2 separate regions of the Zea mays genome follow, and region 2 is linked to region 1. Evidence: chromatin contacts called from public Hi-C data. All regions are on one chromosome and are shown on one strand. The core of a region is the stretch at or near the end of the contact, and the rest is flanking DNA. Distances in the headings are between cores, read along the strand shown. Region 1 holds the start of LOC100191288. Region 2 holds the start of LOC109940330.

Region 1 (4,102 bases), core at 261-2,760:
TTTCCTTTCTAGAAAAAAAACAGATGCATGATGAGGATTGTCGACGGAGACTGGAGGTCTGGAGCTGGGGACTGGGAAGGGACCAGGGATGTCCCATTCCGTACGTTTATCCGAAGAGTCATGCACGCATCTAGCACTAGCAGTAGATGTATCTCCATGGCATAGCTAGCTAGAGTAGCGCACTAGCGCTAGTGCAGTTTCTTCTCCAAGACGAGGAAGACGTTGGTGAGGTCGTCCTTGTTTCTGCTGGTGTTGCTGCGGTAGTACTCCTCTAGCCGGAGGCTGTACCTGCAGAAGAGTCCGTCCATGGCTTCCAAGCCGAAGTGCGCTCGCAGCATGGGCTCCACGACCGCCCTAACGGTGCTTGTCGTCTCCATGGCTAGCCACTGCGGCAAGTCGTCGTCATCGTCCGACGCCGACTGGAGGAGGAGGCAGCGGCGCGAGATGTCGAAGAGCTGCATGGTTCTGACGGTGAAGGAGCCTTCCCTGGCGATGACCTTGGCTAGGTCGTCGAGGCAGGGGCCGTAGAAGGGCACGTTGAAGGCGTGGACCTGCTCCTCGTCGACGAGGCCATCGGCGGCCATGTCCATGAGGGCGTCGGCGAGGAAGTCCCAGAGGTAGCAGTCGTGCGCGGTGGGGCGGGCGGTTCTCCTGGCGACGAAGGTGAGGATGAGCAAGCCGCGGGGCCTCATCTCGTCGGCGCGGCAGGAGAGGAAGGCGAGGAAGTCGGCGTGGAACTGGGAGCGGTAGGCGTCAAGCACCGCCGCGGGGCCGGACTCCGAGACGTAGACGCGGCCCCGGTTGGGATGCTCCGTCCTCATCGTCGGCGCCTGCATGAAGACGACACGACACAACACACATAGACATATATATATATATAGGGTCCCATATATATATCATATATGGCATGGTCCTAGTCCTATCAGCAATTAGCTACTCGTGTAAGCTAGTGCTGTGCTTGCTGGCTAATGGCTACCAACCATGGACAGGAAGTGCAGGCTGCTTGAGGATACGACGTAGTCCAGGCTGGCCTCCGGGAAGACGCGCTCGTAGAAGGAGCCCGGCCACGCCGACACGAAGCAGCAGCCGGTAGCGGCGAGCGGCGACGATGGCAGCAGTCGGAAGACGGCGTTGAAATCGTTGGCGGGGAGGTCGTTCAGGAAGACGTGCAGCTGGGGCGGCGGCGAGGGGTGGCTCTCCTCCGCCACCGCCAGCACGGCCTCGACAGCGTCCAACACCATGAGCAGCGCGTTGGGCCCCGTGGCGCAGCCCAGATCGGCGATGACCATGGAGCTCGGTCGGCCGCGGGCGCGGTAGAGCGCCGCCGCCAGTTCCTGCCTGGCATTCTTTGTGACGGAAGCGATGGCCCGCTGGAAGCCGGAGTTGTCGGCGTAGCTCATCCTGCCGTCGCCGCTGCTGTTCATGCGGCGCAAGGTGACGACGACGACCGCTGCTGCTGCATCAGGCCTCGGCCTTGCTGCGAGGACTACCGCGTCGTCCTTCATCTCCATGTCGTGTGTGTATATGATGAGATCTCTTTCTCTCTTTATATAGTGAATGAAGTAAAGTGAAGTGGAGAAGGAATTACTGAATCAATATGCATTTCCATCGTCGCCCGTGAATTGTTGTCCAGCTTTCTGCATTCAGTTTGCTGCATTTTCATCATTATGCCGGCCGGCCGTCACGTGAAACATATGCATGGAGACACTGCACTGTTTGTGGTGGCAAACCATTGTTGTCTCTTCTAAAAACCATAATTTAGATAGCTTTTTGTAGAATTTGTATGGCTAGTAAAATCAAGGCATACAAACATACTTTCACCCACCAGTCACAGGCATGCATTGGTGGTCCACCGGATGACGATGCTGGAGCTAGGCCGCGACGTCGAGATGATGTGGACGTGGCTGGCTATCACTCATCGTGTACTGCCTGCCCAATATAGGGTGTCGTTTGGCTCACAAACCGTAACATAAACGATAAAGATAATGATTTAGACTCGAAAGTGATAACGTAATAAGTTTGAATAGACCGATATCCGTTTTGAGCATGATATTTAACTATGATCAGATTTAAACAAACATGATTTAACATTATCTTTCTTACCCATCGTGTTACAATTACGTGAACCAAATATCACCTAAAAGTTTATGTCCGGTCACTAGTAAAAAAAAGTTCCATGTCTGTTGCGGGGTCTAATTTTTACAGACGGTTTCGAACGTTAGTGAAAATAAATTGGTTGTCCTGACTCAAGAATTGTCAGTGGAAACATCTTTTCAGTGACAATTTTTTTAAAAACCGTCAGTGGAAATCATACATTTCTACTAGCAGTTTTCTTAAGTAGCCACCAACAATACAAATATAATTTTTTACTAGTGGTTCCTGCAGAAAAACCACCAGTATAAATCATTTGAAATCGAATTTTGTGAGTTTTTTTTTCAAATGACCTCTTATAGAAAAACCACAAAAATAAAAGTTGTAGATCTCTAAAGTTATGAAACTTTATAGTTTACAACTTTTTCGTTTAAAATTATTTGGGTTCTCAAAATTGCATCTGAGTTTGTCAAATTTAAAATACAAATTTTGCAAACGACCTCGAATTGAAAAATATCAAAATAAAAGATGTAGAACTTAAAAAGTTATTCAATTTTAATTTGTAGTTGACAACTTTTTTTTGAATTCGTTTATAGCCTCAAACAATCAATTTACACTCGGTTTATTATAATATGTGAGCAACAAAACTGCAATATAGACACAAGTGATGATGCTGGAGCTTGGCCGCGACGTCGAGATGATGAGGCTGGCTAGCTATCACTCTTCGTGTACTGTCCGCATAGCTGTAATAAATTTAAATAGGTCGGTATCCTTTTCAACGTGGTATTTGATTACGGTTTTACTTAAACAAACATGATTTAACGTTATTTGTACCCATCGCGTTACAATTATGTGAACCAAATAACACTTAAAAGTTTAGGTCCGGGCACTAGTGGAAAAAGCTCCATGTATGCGGCGTGGTCTAATTTTTACAGACGGTTTCAGACGCCGATGAAAATAAATTGGTTGTCCCTACTCAACAACCACCCGTACAAATATAATACCCAAAATCTTAGAAATAAAATAGGATCCTTGATTATATGATTTTGTGACTATATTTTATGCATATCAATAATGTGGGTCCAGTTAAGGCAAATAATAATTATCTAATATATAAATTGTGCATCATGCTAGGTCTTCAAATGTGCACTTGACCTAGATTTAAACTTCAAAACACAGTTCAAATTTGGAATTAAATTTTAGTAAAGAAATTAAAAATAGAAAAAAAGAGAGAAAGGAAAGGATTAAACTGGACTAACCATAAAATAGCCAGACCATTTCACTCGACATGCAAGCATAAGCGCATAGATTTTTTAACCCTTTTCTCATTTCTTTTATTCTTTCTGTCGGCTTCTCATCCTCTAGATGGTTTTTGTGACTCACGCTGAGTCATCGTATTCCTAGTAACAAACTCTAAGAAAGAATCGTAACAACTCAATCTCTCCTCACTTATCGAAAATATTTTTGGCTATAATCTCTTGCTGAGATATGCATGCGAACATTTAGCTCCGGGGTATAAATAAGATGGTACCGCTGCCGTCTCATCCATCCCATAGAAACGCTCTAGCGCCACGCCATGGCCGTGGGCAGCAGGGTTTTCGGGAGGAGGCGGTGACGATCACGGGAGCTCTTGGAGTCTGGCTGTGGCGTCCTCAAGCTTAAAGGGAGAACGACGTGCGGTGGATATCTCGCCGAAGTTGATGAGTGTCACCGTGCCGCAGACCGATGTGATCATCACCTCAACCGTCGATATGTTACGTTGGTCTTATTCGTTAGACCGTCCGTATTTTGTAGCATCCGTTAGCATGGAGAACGTGGCACTGGAAGCTGGGGCTATACGGGGGTCGCAGCTGAGCCACTCCGATCCATTGCCATGCGAGAACCGTGAGCGCCTAGGTGAACCGAGCCGCCAACACCCCCAACTACGTTCTTTTCGTGCTTTTTGTCCGGTTTCAAAGAAAGAAAGAAAGAAGAAAGTAGAAGATAGCCAAACTTAGATCCTATATATTAC
Region 2 (3,893 bases), core at 1,229-3,728, 340 kb before region 1:
GAGCGCGTGTGCGTGTGTTGGTTATTACATCTTATCAGTATACATGTTGCTCAATCTCCAAATACATGCATTTGTGGTATGTGCATATGGTTACCATATTTTGTTCTATAGTGTTCTTTATTGATCAGTTGAAAGTTATTCAACTTGATCACGCTGCAACCGATTTCTTTAATCTTGTGGAACTCCTAGCTAAAATGCTAAATATTTGACTTTACGAGCCTGCATTGTCGATAAATATCTCACATATTTGAGTTCTTGTCAAGTCACACATCTATTACTGTAATTCATAACATCAGCTGTTTTGTTGTCTTCCATTTAACTAATGTGGCCTACTATAACTTGAACCACTACCCTGATTGTATCTGTGTGCCTTTTTTAGCAGACGTCCACCGCTGCACAACGAGCGGATAGGTCCTCTGGCGGTAAGGTGAGAGGAAGCCCTTGCCTGTTGCGTTTCGGAATCAATGATGCCTTTGAGTTGAACAGGCTTTCGTGTCTTTGTGTTTTTCCCTTAAAAAATTCGCAGCCATGGGAGATGCAGCAGTATTCGCAGCAGAGGCCTGGTTATGGATCCAACTCCCAGTTGAATGATGATGGATCATACTCTGATGCCCAGGACAGCTATGCTCCTTCCTATTACCAGAATGGAAAGGCCCCTGATTTTCAATCAGATGAACCTAGGTCTTTGACCTACAACACTGGGATTGAGGAGAGACCGCCGCCGCCTCAGCGCCGCTGGGTGCCCCCTCAGCCTCCAGGTGTTGCGATGCCAGAAGCAGCTGCTGCTATACGTCAACCAAAGGTCCCTCCAAAGCAGCCCTCCAGCGATGCCTCTCGGGCAGCTGGAGAGATGCAGGTGAATGGTGCTTCAAGTGCATCACCGGATGCTGTGACTGAGGTTCCTGTTAATAGTGCTACCACAAGTGATGCTGGACACAGCGAGATCGAAGAACAACCAGTGGCCGTCTAAGTGAAAAACCGAGACCAGCCAAGAACTGGGAAGCAATCTAAGAGAGATTTGGGGTTTCTGGTACATACTGGGGTTTGTCATACATTTCTGAATAACATGTGTCAGAACAGCATGACGACAACATGTCAATAAGTAGCAGATAGTTTCTGTATTTAGAGTAATGCTACTTGTACACAGGAGAATGTCAAGCATTATCTATGGCTGTTCGATCGAGGGTGCTTAAAGGTTGTGAATTGTTGTCTTTTATTTTGTTTGCATTTTGCTGTTCGCTTCATTCCATTCAGGTGTTGTTTTTCTGGGTTTGCCAAGGATGAGAATCAATGGCGGTGTACACAGGTTGTTTCTGTCAGTTCATGCTCTCCCCAGTTTTTTTTTAACTTATTGTTGTCTCAGGTTAAAGGGTGGGATACCATGATTGTAGCTCTGGCTAATCAACTACACCAGCACAGTATTTTGAAGCAAAGGAACAATACCCTGATGAAGGATGATGCGTATTAGCATAATCAGTTACAGAGTACCACTAGATAGAGCAGAATGATACATATAAGCATAATCAGTTACAGAGTACCACTAGATAGAGCAGTGATGCTTGCAGGTCTACCATTTACACAATGCATGAGGTGAGAAACTAGAAGTTACAAAAGACTGACGATCAGCAGCTAGAAGCCTAGAAGGAACATATAGGTCAGTAGCATAACCTGCTCAGCGCCGCTGTGGCTTTAGACCCCAAGGACAAGATCTTCCCAAGATCATTCCTAATATCCATGAGGGTTTGTTCGGTTATTTTCAATCCATATGGATTGGAGGGGATTGATACGGATTGAAAGGGATTTTGACTTACTGGGACTGAAACCCCCTCAATCCATATGGATTGGGTTAGAACCGAAAGCCTGAGGGGGAGCGCCGGTTGCCACGCAGCTCAAGGCGGCCTTTGCTTAGCCCTGGTGGGTGGTGGCACCACGCGCCCAGTGCGCTTGTGCTTGTCTTGGCTGATGGGGGTCTCGGAGTCGATCACAAAGCTGAACCTGCTGAATATGGAGACTGGAGAGGAGGTCCTCCCTGGAGGGCAGGGGAGTTCCCTCTGCCAAGTACAGCTCAATTGCTACAGGATTCCAGGCATAGCTGTGCTGCCCAGCGGTCGTCATAGTCCTCGTGCATTTTCCTCTTCTCATTATTAGTGGGGGGTGTTGCAGTTGTTGCCACAGGAGGATTGGAATGTCCATGTGTTGCGTTGGCACCTGCAGCAGCAGGATGGGGGTTCTTCTTAGACAAGGATCCGTTGTCAGGGCCTGCTTGAGCATCTTGCGGCCAACACCAGCAGCTGAGGGGGGCTTAATGCCACCATCGTCTTGTGAGCCATCACCATCGCCACCGCTCACAGCAGCATGGGAATCGGGATGGTTGTCGATGAAGATGTTGTTCCTGTTCCTTCTATACATGGCCAGGCAACCGAGGGCCGCCGTATCCATCCACTCCCCTGCCTGAGCACGGCGTCTCGGAGAGCACCTCTGAACCAGAGACATGGGATGGGAGGGGGGGGGGGGGGGGGGGGGGGGGGGGGGGGGTGGGACCATCCTCCTCTCGCTGCTTGTGGCTGCCGGTGACCTTCTTTTCTTGGACACCTGTGCCAGTGTAGGGAGGGGAGAGGTACCTGCTCTTCCGCGCTCTCTTGGTGGCGGACAGGACTGCATCGTCGACATCCAGGGCAGGATGGTTTATTAACTGTAGGTATTGTAACTCGAGATGAGAAGTCCATGTATCATGTTCTGCAATAGAGTAAGCTAATAAGGCTGATCAGAGTTCAACTAAGTATGTGATAGAAGTTTTATACAGAGCTGCTTTTGCTTACTTCAGTATCTGCAAGCTTTGTCCAAAGTATGGAGTGTGCCAAGAAAAAAAAACATCAATAGGGGAACATTAGAAAGAAAATATCTGAATATCAAATCTGTGGGAAGAGTTACATTGCCCTGCAGTATATCTTGTCCCGCAAAGAAGAAAAATGCACCCAAAGCCAGAATAGGCAGCAGTATGAGGAGCTGCTTTCAGAAGAGATGAAAGAACTTAAAAATTATGGGCAACTGAATCAACTAGAATCATGGATGGATGAAGAAACACGAAGACTGAATCACATTTTGTGGTTCGTACAAACCAAACTATTAAATGGATAATGTTATCAATGTCAGTTGAGCCATAGAGTAAGCTAAACCAAGGTTTCAGATTTTTAATATGTATGTTCTATGGAATCAAAATGTTCAATTTTTTCACGAGTCTATGATGCAGTGCACAATTAAATACTAGTCTATAGTAGTACATTTTCGCCAAACTAAACAACAATACTTCGTGAAAGTGTAAATTCACAGAAAATTTGAGGTCAGCTTAGAAGCAACTACAACATGGACAGCAAAATTCTACTGTTAAAAAGCACATCATTCTTTTGTCTTAAACAAACTGGCAGTACATAAGCTGGTGATTTCAACTCTATTCTTAAAATAAGCATGCTCTGTAGGAGTGCATTTGGTCATATAGGCCATGGCTTGTATGGATCCAGTAGATAAAAATTGTGTTAGAGTTGTCATCTATGGAGGTATGTGTATGCGGTATCTGTATACCATAGTTTTTAAGGCGCCCGTAAGGCGACGCTTAAGCGTCGCCTAAGCAGTAAGGCGAGGGTGACTCGCCTTGCCTAAGAGCTCTCCTTAGCCCACTTTAGTTCGCCTTAGCGTCACCTAGGCGGTAAGGTGATGGTGGCTCGCCTCATCTCGCCTTACCGCCTTAAAAACTATGTAAGCTGCAGCTAGTTACATGTTTGATAATACATAAAATTATGTTCGAGTAGTCATCTTTGAAGCTATGTATAATCAAAACTTAGCTTCAGCTATTTGTATAATCAAAACTTCAAAGTATGGCAACACAGTAATATGAA

Evidence for each region. Hi-C and Micro-C count contacts between places; a contact is called where the count stands out from the background.
Region 2: a Hi-C map of tassel shows a contact between it and region 1, with 3 times the contacts expected there. The contact joins the promoter of LOC109940330 here to the promoter of LOC100191288 in region 1. A contact is called at or near these places in 2 of 25 Hi-C or Micro-C datasets (ear and tassel).

The regions. Positions count from the first base shown.
Region 1 is chr6:52,823,664-52,827,765 of Zm-B73-REFERENCE-NAM-5.0, reverse strand. It overlaps LOC100191288, which reads right to left and starts at 1,510. Exons shown (of 2, transcript NM_001352045.1): 1 at 981-1,510; 2 at 1-830. The coding sequence starts at 1,505. The coding sequence ends at 189.
Region 2 is chr6:53,161,383-53,165,275 of Zm-B73-REFERENCE-NAM-5.0, reverse strand. LOC109940330 reads right to left here and starts at 2,478. Exons shown (of 1, transcript XM_020539810.3): 1 at 1,437-2,478. The coding sequence starts at 2,439. The coding sequence ends at 1,906. LOC100282993 (peroxin Pex14) reads left to right here. Exons shown (of 11, transcript NM_001412255.1): 10 at 383-427; 11 at 527-1,316. The coding sequence ends at 970.